3 separate regions of the Sus scrofa genome follow, and regions 2 and 3 are each linked to region 1. Evidence: chromatin contacts called from public HiChIP or PLAC-seq and promoter capture Hi-C data. All regions are on one chromosome and are shown on one strand. Each heading gives the region's core, a stretch centred on a gene start, on an enhancer-like site or on the middle of the called end of the contact. The rest is flanking DNA. Distances are from core to core; before and after follow the strand shown.

The links. Promoter capture Hi-C pulls out the DNA fragments that hold promoters and counts their contacts. HiChIP or PLAC-seq counts read pairs in DNA pulled down with a chosen protein or histone mark.
Region 2: a promoter capture Hi-C map of liver shows a contact between it and region 1, with 6 times the contacts expected there. The contact joins the promoter of RPF1 here to the promoter of PRKACB in region 1. A contact is called at or near these places in 2 of 5 promoter capture datasets (fetal liver and liver), 1 of 47 Hi-C or Micro-C datasets (liver) and 2 of 2 datasets of contacts at active chromatin or transcription factors (alveolar macrophages and skeletal muscle).
Region 3: an H3K27ac HiChIP or PLAC-seq map of alveolar macrophages shows a contact between it and region 1. The contact joins the promoter of GNG5 here to the promoter of PRKACB in region 1. A contact is called at or near these places in 3 of 5 promoter capture datasets (fetal liver, fetal skeletal muscle and liver) and 1 of 2 datasets of contacts at active chromatin or transcription factors (alveolar macrophages).

What each region holds. Positions count from the first base shown.
Region 1 is chr6:129,634,668-129,638,821 of Sscrofa11.1, reverse strand. PRKACB (cAMP-dependent protein kinase catalytic subunit beta) reads left to right here and starts at 2,615. Exons shown (of 10, transcript XM_021096363.1): 1 at 2,615-3,350. The coding sequence starts at 3,305.
Region 2 is chr6:129,268,328-129,272,376 of Sscrofa11.1, reverse strand. It overlaps RPF1 (ribosome production factor 1), which reads left to right and starts at 1,339. Exons shown (of 9, transcript XM_021096356.1): 1 at 1,339-1,628; 2 at 3,051-3,107. The coding sequence starts at 1,401. LOC102166593 (a long non-coding RNA gene) reads right to left here and starts at 1,497. Exons shown (of 5, transcript XR_001305279.2): 1 at 1,382-1,497.
Region 3 is chr6:129,245,626-129,249,829 of Sscrofa11.1, reverse strand. GNG5 (guanine nucleotide-binding protein G(I)/G(S)/G(O) subunit gamma-5) reads right to left here and starts at 2,506. Exons shown (of 3, transcript XM_021096357.1): 1 at 2,314-2,506. The coding sequence starts at 2,394. SPATA1 (spermatogenesis-associated protein 1) reads left to right here and starts at 2,591. Exons shown (of 15, transcript XR_002345111.1): 1 at 2,591-2,721.

The DNA of each region.
Region 1 (4,154 bases), core at 1,366-3,865:
TATTTCTGACATACATAGTTTTTGAGGGTGCTTTACTTTAAAAGGACTTGGAAATCTATTTGATAATATAATTGAAAACTACAAAATAAATAGGAATAACAACTTACTAATTTTCCCCCACTTGCTCATTCCTTTCTGAAAAAGTGACTCTAGGAAGAACAGGGCCAAAGCTCTTTGTTCCCAAACCTTAGTTTTCTTATCTACAAAATGTAGACAATAAAGCTAATCTTTTAAAAAATTTTTATTTTATTAGAGTACAGCTGATTTACAATGTTGTGTTGGTTCCATATATATAGCAAAGTGAATCAGTTATGCATATATCTATTCTTTTTCAGATCCTTTCCCCGGATAATAAAACCTAATCTTGGAGTTTCCTGGTGGTTCAATGGGTTAAAAATCTGGTATTGTCATTGCTGTGACCCGGGTCACTGCTGTAGTATGGGTTCAGTCCCTGGCCTGAGAACTTTTGCATACTGTAGGTACAGCCAAAACAAACAAAACTAAACCCTAATCTTAATGAGATTGAGACTGCATTTGTTTCACACAGTAATGGTATATAATCTAACACTTTAACATCCATGAGTGATGTTAGCCTAATTACTTCACTTTTTTGAACTTTTTACCTCATTTGTAAAGTGTGGTTAATATAATCTGTCTTGCTTATATAGGTTTATTGTGGGACTCCGATAAAAAATGGCATGTGAGGTGGGTTAAGAAACTGACATAATGTTCATGAGGATGCGGGTTCCATCCTTGGCTTTGCTCAGTGGGTTAAAGATCTGATGTTGCTGTGAGCTGCGGTGTAGGTTGCAGACATGGCTCGGATCCTGCGTTGCTGTGGCTCTGGCGTAGGCCGGTGGCTACAGCTCCGATTCAACCCCTAGCCTGGGAACCTCCATATGCCACGGGAGCGGCCCAAGAAATAGCAACAACAACAACAACAAAAAGACAAAAAAAAAAAAAAAAAAAAACCCAAATAATATATGGAAAAAAGAACAATAAGATATTTGCAGTTTTTGGTAATTTTTTTATTTATTAACAATTAATTAAATTTTTTAACAAATGGATGATAAAAGTTAGTTTTAAGAGAAAGGAATAAATGTGTAAAGTTGAATTGTTTCTTTATTAATTTTCCAGGATGTAGCTGTATCCTAACTGTATAATCACTCTCAACTGTCTCTTCTGCAAAGTAATGATTTACTAAACAGAAGCCTAGAATTCAAAATTATTGTAAGGACAGGGACAGTAGTTGTTATACATATAACTACCCTTTTATCATTAAAGTTGGTCTCTAAATAGGCATACATTTTAAAACTCACCCCAGTGAGGATAGTATGAGTATTCCAGGATTCTAGAAAGTCTCTCCAGAATAAAGTATATTAGAAAGTTGTTTTTAACTTGGTATATGGCTTAATGCTATTTATTGAACTTTATACAGAGAAGCAGGGCAAAATACCACATCTACAACAGAAAACTAGATCTGACTGGAATGATATGCCATTGCTGCAACATTGTTGCACAGGGACACAAACACCTCTAGCTCAAATCCTTCCTTCTCTGTAATTTTTATACTACTTGCATTAATGGAAACCCAGAAAATAATATAATGAATTTCCCTTGGAAATAAACTCACTATGCATGCATCTTTTTAAGTCAATGGATTTTAAATGGAGAGAAAGGAACATCTACATAACATTATGGACAAAAAGTCAGATTTTGGTACCCTAAATTGTGCTTCCACCAGATGATAGATGTGTAATTCAGGGTAAATTGCTTAACTTCTCTGTGTCTCAGTTTGTTCATAAGTGAAATAATGATAATAAAACTACATATCTCATAGGGTTCTTAAAGAACTCATGACTTGCTATTTGCATGGTCCTATTTGTAATACAGTATATATGATATAAACCTCTGTTAAATTAATTTAACGGAATTGGTAATAAGAAATAGCAGGAAGAACTTACTGGGTAACCTCAGTTTCCACTCCTTTTTTTTTTTTTCAGTAATAGAACATACTTAAAAAAGAATTCTGAGAGATTTGCTCTGCTTACTTTCAAGTCAACAAGTATCCATTAAAGAAGTACTGGGCTTGGTGACTTGGGGACACAAAATAAATTTAGGTTGTCTATGCCCTTTGGGGAATTACAATCTTTCTACACTAAATTTGGAATAAATGCTCAGAGCAAAGTTCAAAGGATCATGCAACAACAACAACAAAAATACTAGAGTGCCACATAAAGTAAAGCTATTCACAAATTCAAGCGCTCCAAGACGAATACTAATAAAAATGCAACTAGCAAATGGGGAATGTATTTATTTTGACACACACAGAGAGCTGCTAAATACAATGACACACATCAATAAACATTCTGCAGAAACAGTGATACTTTCCTTTCTCTCCGCCTGGGATATCTGACAAAACCTGAGGCGATCACGCAAAACCACAGGGAATGAAAATTGGACTGGAAACACTGAAGGGTTTGTGACTGGTGCCCAAGAGGCAGGAAAACGTGGGGGGCTCGGCGAATACCTGGATCTGCTACGCAAAGAAGCTCGGAACCACGGTCGGGACAAGGGACGAGGTTATTCCTGTGGCTGATACTGACCAGTCCACGAGGCCCAGTGGCGAGAACGGCCCGGGTCCCCCGGAACGACCTCCTACCCGACAGCGCAGTCCTCTCCGGCCTGCAGGTTGGTGGCTACAAGGCATCCTCTGAGCGAGGAGGCACTGCGAAGCCTGCCACAAGAATGCAACCAGAACCCCGGCACTGCTTCCAGCAGCCCAGCTCCAGGGCATGGGGGACGCCAATGCAGAGAGACGACTGGTTCCTCCAAGCTAACGGTCTCGTGCTGCCTCCCTTATCCTGGGGATCAGCTCCCTAAAGAAAGCGCGGACCTGCACTTCCCAGCTGGGTGGGCCGTGGAGGTACTGGCAGGGGTTACCCCAACCCTCCGCTCGCGCCCGGGGCGCACGTCACTTCCGGCGCGCGCGCCCGCCCGCCGAGGGGGACAGGGTCTAGAGCCCGGGGGCGCGCGGCTGCCCGGGGGCGCGCTGGGAGGGCGGGGAGGGGGAAGGGGGAGTGTCTGCCGGTCGCCGCCGCCGCTGCTGCCAGCTCCGGGGCAAAGGAGTACCCTGCAGCCCTGGCCTCAGAACCGGCCCAGTCTTCCCGCCCGCACTCCGTGCGCCAGAAGCACTGACCGGTCTAACTGGTGCCGAAGCGGGAGTTGGCTCAGCCTGCGGAGCGGCGGGGACGGCTTCAGTGCCCCCTCCCCTCCCCGACCCCTTCCTTCCATCGCCCCGGTCATGGGGAACGCGGCTACTGCCAAGAAAGGCGGCGAGGTGGAGAGCGGTGAGTCAAGAGCCGGGTCTAGGGGCCGGCTAGGCGGGCGGGCGGGCGGGCGGACGCGGGGTACCGAGCGTCCCCCAGGGTGGGAACCCGCAGGCCGCGGGCACGGTCCAGGCCTCGCAGCAGCCGCGGGCAGCCGTTCGAGGGGGCCCTGGGGACCAGCCGCCTTCCTCCTCCGCCTCCTCCCCCAGCTCCGGCTGGAGGGCTGAGCGCCGAGGGCCGGATGGAGAGGGCGAGGGAGGAGAGCGGTCCCCGCGATTGCTTTTTTTACTGGGGCGAGGGGGACTCACTTCCTTAGACACTTCCCCAAATTTGGTCCGGCTAAAGAAGTCTCTTGGACCACCCCAACCCTCTCTTCCTCGCCCCCCGACCCTCTCTCGGGAGCCACAGGTAGTGTTGTGAACAGAGTTGTCTCTTTTCCCTCCATCACTCGAGTCCACCCCAACCTTATCACCAGGTGAAGGGCTGCTAAATCTGGCCCTCCGCAGGTGAGGTTAATCCTGAGCGGGTAACTATGTTTTAGAGATCCTCCATCTTTTCGGATTAAGAGTGGAAAATATCGTAAGAGTAAACAGCAACTTTATCCGTTAGAGAAGAAAAGCAAGGCAGGTTTGCCTTTTCTTGAGACATTCAGGAATCTGCTACAGTGTCTGTAAAACTTAAAGGTCACTGCTTTGAAGTACTTCCAGTAGATTTCTTCTGAGAGCTGAAAGTGCAGGCGCTCTACTCTTTACAACAAACAGTAAAAAATCATGAATTTCTGTATGGCAATATGGTTTTATTTGTCTTTCAGTCAATCAGCATGGT
Region 2 (4,049 bases), core at 90-2,589, 370 kb after region 1:
AGCCATTGGAGTCAGATTATTATTATTATTTTTTTTGTGTGTGTATCTTTTTGCCTTTTCTAGGGTCACAGCCGCGGCATAAGGAGGTTCCCAGGCTAGGGGTCTAATCAGAGCTGCAGCTGCCAATCCTACGCCAGAGCCACAGCAACAAGGGATCCAACCCGTGTCTGTGACCTACACCCCAGCTCACGGCAACACCGGATCCTTAACCCATTGAGCAAGGTCAGAGATTGAACCCGCTACCTCATGGTTCCTAGTCAGATTTGTTAACCACTGGGCCACGAGATTCTTAACCCACTGTGCCGCAGTGGGAACTCCTCCATTACCGAAATTTTGATCTTACCCTTCAAATTTTCTCCACCAGAATTCTCTCCCATCTCAACCGATAACTCCATCCTTCCAATCACTCAGTTCAAATTTTGCAGTCATCCTTGACTCTTCTCTTTCTTTCATGCCTTTTATTCAATCCCCAGGAACTCTACCTTCCAGAACTACTGATCACTTCTTGCCACTTACACTAGCACCACCCTAGCTCAAGACACTTATTTCTCCCCTTTCACTTTCCTTCATCTATAGTCTCACAAGTAGAGTCTGACGCTTTTAAAATGAAAGCCAGGTCACCGGTCACATCATTTCTTTTCTCACAATCCTCTAAGAAATGTTCATCTCCATAAAAGCCAAACTCCTTACAAAACCTTACACAATTTGTCACACCTAATGCCCCCCTCCCCCCCCCCCCCCACAATTCACCCCTGCCCGCCCTTACTCTCCTCTTTTCTCATTTGACTTCTGGCTACAGAGTGTTTTCTTAACAAGCCAGGCTTGCTATGGACCAGGAGTTGCAGCTGTTTCCTCTGCTTGGGCAGCTTTTCTCTTGCAAAACCACCTTATCTCATATTAATAGCTGTTCCCCAAGATAACTGCATAGTTTACCCCACTATCTCCTTCAAATTTCAATGTAAATTTTTCTATGAAGCCTACTCTGAGAATCCTATTTAAAAGCAGCAATCTGCCCCTCTATCCTCGCATCTTTCATCCTGTTCTATTTTTTCCATACCGTGCATTACTTAATAGCTTATCACACAATTTGTGAGCTCATTTTAGTCTCTCTCTAGGCTGTAATGACAATGATTGTTTTCTTATGTTTTAAAGGCTCGGCGCATGGAAAACGCTCAATTATGGATTCCACCAACTCAACGATGCACTGTTCACACGGCTGGGCACGTTCCCTAAACTCTCCTCATGCCTAAATTTCAGCACTTTTTTAAAGAGCTAAGGAGCACACAAACAGTATACATTTTCCTTTAAGAACTTTCCGACCCCGGAAGTAAAAGCTTAAGGAAGTGATCCGAGAGAACGAGACTTCCGTTTCCGTACAAACCGCAAGTAGCAAAAACACCATGGCGAAGGCCGGGGATAAGAACGGCGGCGGTGGAAAGAAAGGCCTGAAACGCAAAGCCGCCACTTTAGAACCTCAGGAGGCTGCAGTCTCTGAGGATGGGACGACGGAAAGTGGGGTGCAACCCACGACCGCGGCTGCCTTTCCCCCAGGCTTCAGCATTTCGGAGATTAAGAACAAACAGCGGAGACACTTAATGTTCACGCGGTGGAAACAGCAGCAGCGGAAGGTAAGAGGTTGGTGGCGGTGCCAGGGCGCATGCGTCGTGTCCCCCGCGCGCGGGTGGGGGTGGGGTGCACATGCGTGGTCGCCGGTGCCGGCGTTCAGGGCCGCGTTTAATTCCGAAAGGGAAAGGGGGAAGGTTTTGTGTCCTGGTCCCTTCGACCTGCTTTGGGAACACTTTCTCTAGACATAGCTTTTTGCCTGAACGTCAAGAATTCCTTTTCTTACCAGCTCTCTTCTAGGGTCCTTGATAAGAACGAAAGCCGAAAGTCTTGCTCTCCTAGTATTGAACGTCCACCCCCATCGCCCAGCCAGGCCCCCGTTAGACCTAGAAGGCAAAATTCATCTACTCTTAGCCCGTCCACCTAATTTTGGTTAATTTTTAGAATCTGCAGTACGGGCAATACAGATATTCAAAATGATCCTTCTCTGATAGCTGCAGCAACCCAACAGAAATTGGTACTGTCAAATGTTTTTAGTAATTGTATTCTTTACAGCGTTGTCTTCATACCATTCTAGGAGGTAAACAAATAGGCGAAAAACGCCTAAAGTCACTGTGCTCATTTGTGGTCACTTTACAGTTGAAGGCAAGTTGCTTATTCTTGCGTATTGTGAAAGTTCACACTTAGTATTCTTTTTGCTTGTCTGCCTACTGTGGCTAGACTCTGAGGTGACAGAGTGCTCTTGCAGTACAGAGGAGCATCTAACCCATTCTGGTGTGCAAGTATGGCAGAAAGGTGTCCTAGTAGCCTTCTTAGAACTATAATCTCTAATCCGAGATCTGATGTATTGAGAGTCAGCAGGTGCTGGGGAAAGAAAAAAATATGTCTTCTGTTATATGTCAAGCAGTCTGTTCAGGAATCGCCATAAGTACGATTACACATTCTTAATAATTTTAAAAGCACATCTTGATTATAAAATATTTGAATATCTAGTGTGATTTTATTGCCAATGACCAATTGAAAACTCCTCTATCATTACCATTTTTTTAAATTACTTTTCAAGGGAAGCAACCAGCATAGCCATGGTTTTCTTTAGGATGCAACTTGTTAGGAATGCAAAACAAAACAACAAAAACCTGTTAACTTGTTTAAAGTGACATTCATTTTGCACTTTGACTTAATTTGGGGCTTTGTAGTAAAAAATAAAACCAGTGAAATTTTAAATATTCAGACTTGTCAATTTAGATTATTTTGAAGGAGTTAAGATCTTTGTTAAAGAAATCTTTCTGAGTGGCCAGCTCATTTGGTTTATAATAACTTAAGTATGAAAATCTTAAGTCAGGATGTTTATTTTAATGCATTACTAAGACTGCTTAGTTTATGTATTCATAGCATTAGTAATTTGTAGTTTCAGTATGGGTTTGTGATATAAGTGGTGGTTTCTCAATATTGTTCTTTTTTTTTTTTTTTTTTTTTTAATCCTTTAGGAAAAGTTGGCAGCTAAGAAAAAACTTAAAAAAGAGAGAGAGGCTCTTGGTGATAAGGTAAATAAAATTTTTAGTCCTCTGCTTTTTATCTCACATTAAGGAATGCTTCCTGATATTTACGTTGATTCACTTTCTTTTAAAATTTATAATAAGGAGTTCCTGTCGTGGCTCAGTGGTTAACGAACCCGACTAGGAACCATGAGGTTGCAGGTTGGATCCCTGGCCTTGCTCAGTGGGTCTGGCATTGCTGTGAGCTGTGGTGCAGGTCGTAGAGGCGGCTTGGATCTGGCATGGCTGTGGCTGTGGCGTAGGCTGGGCAGCTGTAGGTAGCTCTGATTAGAACCCCAAGCCTGGGAACCTCCATATGCTGTGGGTGCGGCCCTAGAAAAGACAAAAAAAAAATTATTATGAAATATTTCAGATGTATAAAATGATATAAAAATAATACCGCATCCATCCCCCCTCTACTGCTGCTGCAATGAAAGGACCAAGTCCTAGCTACTAGACCACTAGATATCTCTCAAGAAATTGTGCATTAGTAAGTAGTGTTCAGAGTTCCTTGTGTGCCTCTTTTTCTGATTGCTTTCCCCTCCAAAGATAACCATTCATGAAATTGCTCTTTATTGTCCCCATGCACATCTTTATTATCTTTACTATGTTTGTTTGTGTCCCTAAACAGTAAACATAATGGTGGTATTTTGTATGTTTTCAAAATTTAACATAAAGGGGGTGTATACCTCAAATTGCTTAGTTTATTTAACTTTATGTATTTGAGAGGCAGAGACACATCTCCCTGACAGGGAATGAGGAAGATCCCCAGCTTGGGCTAGTAACTGGAGCTCTTCTGACTTGAAGCAAAGGGTTCTTGTTATGCAGGGCTGGGGAAAGGCAGGGCAGGCTCTGCCCTGTTGGTAGAGGTGGGATGTGTAAGAATGAGAGCTGACACAAGATACAAATTTATGAAGAGTGAGAATGGGAAGTGGGAGGAAGATGAGGTAC
Region 3 (4,204 bases), core at 1,257-3,756, 390 kb after region 1:
TTGGCTTATACACCAGTCCAGGGTAATGAGTTCCATAAATTTATTTAACATCTGTATAAGTAAATACAGCAAATGGCCACCTCTACTCCCCAGCAAAGGTGTAGTTACAAAGGAACAATGGTGGTATCATTTTTCACTATCTTATAACTTGGTTTCATTCACTCACATTAATCAGCAGTAAGGATACAGTAAAGCATCTGTTAATTTTCTGCCTAAAGTGTAGGTAGGCTCCAACCAAACTCCCTTTCACAAACTTCTCATGACCTCTATGTGCCAAATATAATTCTAGGTACTGAGAATATGTAAGAACAGCCAGGTCCTTGCTGTTATAGAGCTGACAGTTTAGATGAGGACAGACAAGGCACTCTGCGGAAAAAGGGTGTTTTGTTAGATCATGACCTAAAGGAAAGATGTCTTTGAAGAGGTGACATTTAAACTGAGATTTCTATGACAAGACATCCAGCCAAGTAACCACAAGTGAGAAAATGAACAGTGAGAATTCCATTTGCTGGGGAGAATGGAGACAAAGGCTCCAAAACGCAAAAAAAGCTGCAAGCCTCTAACTCACTAATAATCACCATCCATCCACCCTATAATCCTGGCATAATTATCAGTGCCCTGGGCTTGGAACAAAATGTATAGCCAGTTACCTGACATCTGGGAGAGTTTGTCAAACACTTGTGATAATTTCTATCAACTACTCAAACATAAAAGTTTAAAAAGTAAACTCGTGCTAATTCAAAGGTAAAATATCACTAAAAAAGCATTTAGCACAGAATGACAAATAAAATAGAAGCACAAAATTAAATCGAACCAGCCACATTTTGCAACATGTCTAAAAAAAAGCCCATTTAAAGTACCAATTTACAGTGAGTGCCTCCCTTCCTTGCTACATACAGCCCTGGCATCAGACAAACCAAGTCTTCTAAAACCACATCACTTGCGGTGGCTTTAATGTCCAAAAGCCTCCTAAGTATAGGATGCTTGGCATCATGCTGGGTAATTATTGGAGGAGCTAAGGTTTTCACGGTAAAGCAATCAAGAGTAATTTATTAGTCTAAGGATTTCACCTCATTTTCTTCAGAGACGAGGGCTAAATAGCCCTCCTTAACAGTTACCGCTTTCAACTAGCCTTTTGCCCCCTCCTCCCATTCTCCCCTCCTAGGGCCACTCCAATCTATGATAAAGGCACATCTGAATGAGAACAATGATTTCAGAGTTAAATCCAAATAAGACTAAGCATAAACGACTGGGATAAAGGTAAGAATCTGGAGATTAGAGAAGTGGATTCCAAACAGCAATGGAGTTTACAGCACTTAAGGGACAAAAAGGGAGGGGGAATCCCATCCCAAGACGGATGGGAATTTCCCTTCCCTCCTGAGGTGACCTTACAGAGTAAACCAGGTCCCTAACATTTCTACTTAAGGAAATAGGTAAATGCGAGACCATCTTACTCCACAAAACATTTCAGGGGGAAGTAAAAAGCAGCCTGATGAACACAGAAGCAAGTCATATTAACACCCACCAAAGGCTTTTACTCAAAAGTAAATAACTCCAGGACAAGGTCAATGCTAAGTAGACGCCAAAATAACACTGATCCACCCTAATTACTTTTTCGGGTATGAGGCCCAACAGATATGCCAAGGTCGGAAAGCAGCAAACTGTGCCAGAGTCGAAACGCGCGCTTTGTACGAGGCTATACGGGGCACCAGTAGTGACCTTAGACCCTGGAGACATTTCGAAAGCACGCTTCTTTAACCTACAAAGTTTAGCAAGAATTGTTTTCACGTTCGGTGAATGAGAGAAACTGGAAATAAGAATCTATATACTAAAGGGCGTGGATCTGGGAAACTTCTCCCATGAAAAGAAAAAACATGTCTGTTCTGAATCCAATGTCGGATAAAAGCCCGCCAGGTGACGAAGCAGGGGAGCCGGCGGACTGGGCCGGTAAGGGTGCGGACGGCGCGGAGGCGCAGCTACCAGCGAAAAGGCGCCGAGTAGCTGCGGAGGGAGGAGGAGGGAGCAGGGCCGGAATGCGGAAAGCCGCCGTTCCGCCAGGGGCCAGCCGGCCTGGCAGAGTCTGGGGCGGAAAGCAGTAACCGGACCCCCGAACCACACGACCGACCCGCGCCGCCACTTCTCTAGGGCGGGCCGCCGGGATCCCCGCGGCCAAGCGCAGGTTCCCCAAGGAGGCGAGAGCCCCCGGGATGCCCGCCGCAGAGTGTGCATCCCCCAGGGAAGGCGACAGCCGCTGCGCCAGCTCGCCCGCCTCCCCCTCCGTCCCCTCCCCCCCTGCCGCCCGCCCCTGCTCACCTTCACGCGGTTGAGCCCAGCCTCCAGCCGGAGCTGCTGAACCACTTTCTTCATGGCGGCGACGCTGGAGGAACCAGACATGGCGCACGGGAGGGCCGGGCAGGTCGGCTGTCCGGGAGGGGTCGGCAGCGGGTCCGAAGGGCCAGGCGGCGAAACGCGCGGCGGGGGCGGGGCTCGGAACTTGGTCTAAGTTTCCGGTTCTCCGCCTGCCCGCTCCACCCTTGGTACGCATGCGCGCCCCCCCCTTGAGTGCGCCTCACCGGCGGGGGCGTGGCCTCAGGGGGCCGGGAGAGAGCAGGGCTCGAGAAGACGCGGTGCGGACGGCGGGCGCTCCAACTGCGGGATGCGAGCTTGGCTGGACGTCTATCCTCTCCGCCCTCCCTTCCCAGAGAAGCCAGTGCGGGAGAGGTAAGGGAGGAGCTTGTCGTTATCCTGCAAGACCCAAAAGGGGCCCTGAAGAGGACCGGGGAGGGATGGCCGGTGCTTTAAGAATTTGTAAAAGGCCGGGTGGCGGCGCCGAGGAGGTTCCAGTTTTCCTGATGGAGTTGGCAACAGAAGTGGAGGGAAGGGAACGGGAGAGCCCCGGCGTAGGCTCTGGAAGTACCAACTTGAGTCAGTGGCACTTTCCCCTTAGAGACGTGTCCCTAAGTGACCGGAGCTTGTCCCAGGGGTGGCCCATCCGCACCCGCACCGTCGTAGCCCAGGAGGCGAAAGAGGGCGTGGCGGCCGCCTTATCCGTCGAAGGGGACCGGGATGCGGGAGGCGAGAAGCAGGGGCGCCGGTTCGGTGGAGAAAAGAGCATCTGCCAAGAGCCAAGGTTTGGCTGCTGGCGCCTCTTACCTCTTGGCTTTTTTGGAGGAGACTGTGCAGAACCAAGGTGCTGGCGGAAGATTACATTTGTCTCTTGACTTTTTCACTTGGGGGATAAAGGCTTGTTGAAAAATAAAACCTTTTGTTTTGAGAAAGTTTGCTTTTTTATAATTCCGTTATAACTCATTACCTGCTGCCTGAAATTGGTCTTCAAAGGAGTTTTCTTGGAGAGAGAGTAAGATTTAACCAAGCAAAAGAGGCTCAGCCAGTGCATGTTTCACCCATGGGAATATATGTCACGTCACAGCCCTTAGGACAAGTGTTTCCTATTCGGTTGAGATCAGTGACTACACTGATGTATTTTTATTTATTTATTTATTTATTTTTTATCTGCCCACAGCATGTAGAAGTTCCCTGGCCTGGGAATCAAACCCATGCCATAGCAGCCACCCAAACTGCTGCAGTGACAACGCTGGAATTTTTGTTTTGTTTTGTTTTTTTGTCTTTTTGCTATTTCTTGGGCCGCTCCCGCGGCATATGGAGGTTCCCAAGCTAGGGGTCCAATCGGAGCTGTAGCCACTGGCTTACACCAGAGCCACAGCAACATGGGATCCGAGCCGCGTCTGCAACCTACATCACAGCTCACGGCAACGCCGGACCCTTAACCCACTGAGCAAGGGCAGGGACCGAACCCGCAACCTCATGGTTCCTAGTCGGATTCGTTAACCACTGCGCCACGACGGGAACTCCCACTGATGTATTTTAGAAACACGAATAACTTTGTCATTAATGCCTTTCAATTTTTTTGTATAGAGGGAAAATCCATATGCTCTATGTGAACAAAACCTAATTTACAGAACAGTTTCAAATCATTTCACGTGAAGCTTTGAATTCTGGCTCTATCACTTAACCTTAATATCCCTGGTCAGTCCCCTTAAACTTCACTGAGCCTCTGTTTCCTCATTTCAAAATGAAATAATAAAGCTTACTTCCCAGAATTACCTTTGAGATGAAATGAAATTAGATATGTAAAGAATATTACAGGTATTTCAGTAAATGTCACTTCTTTCTCTTCCTCGCC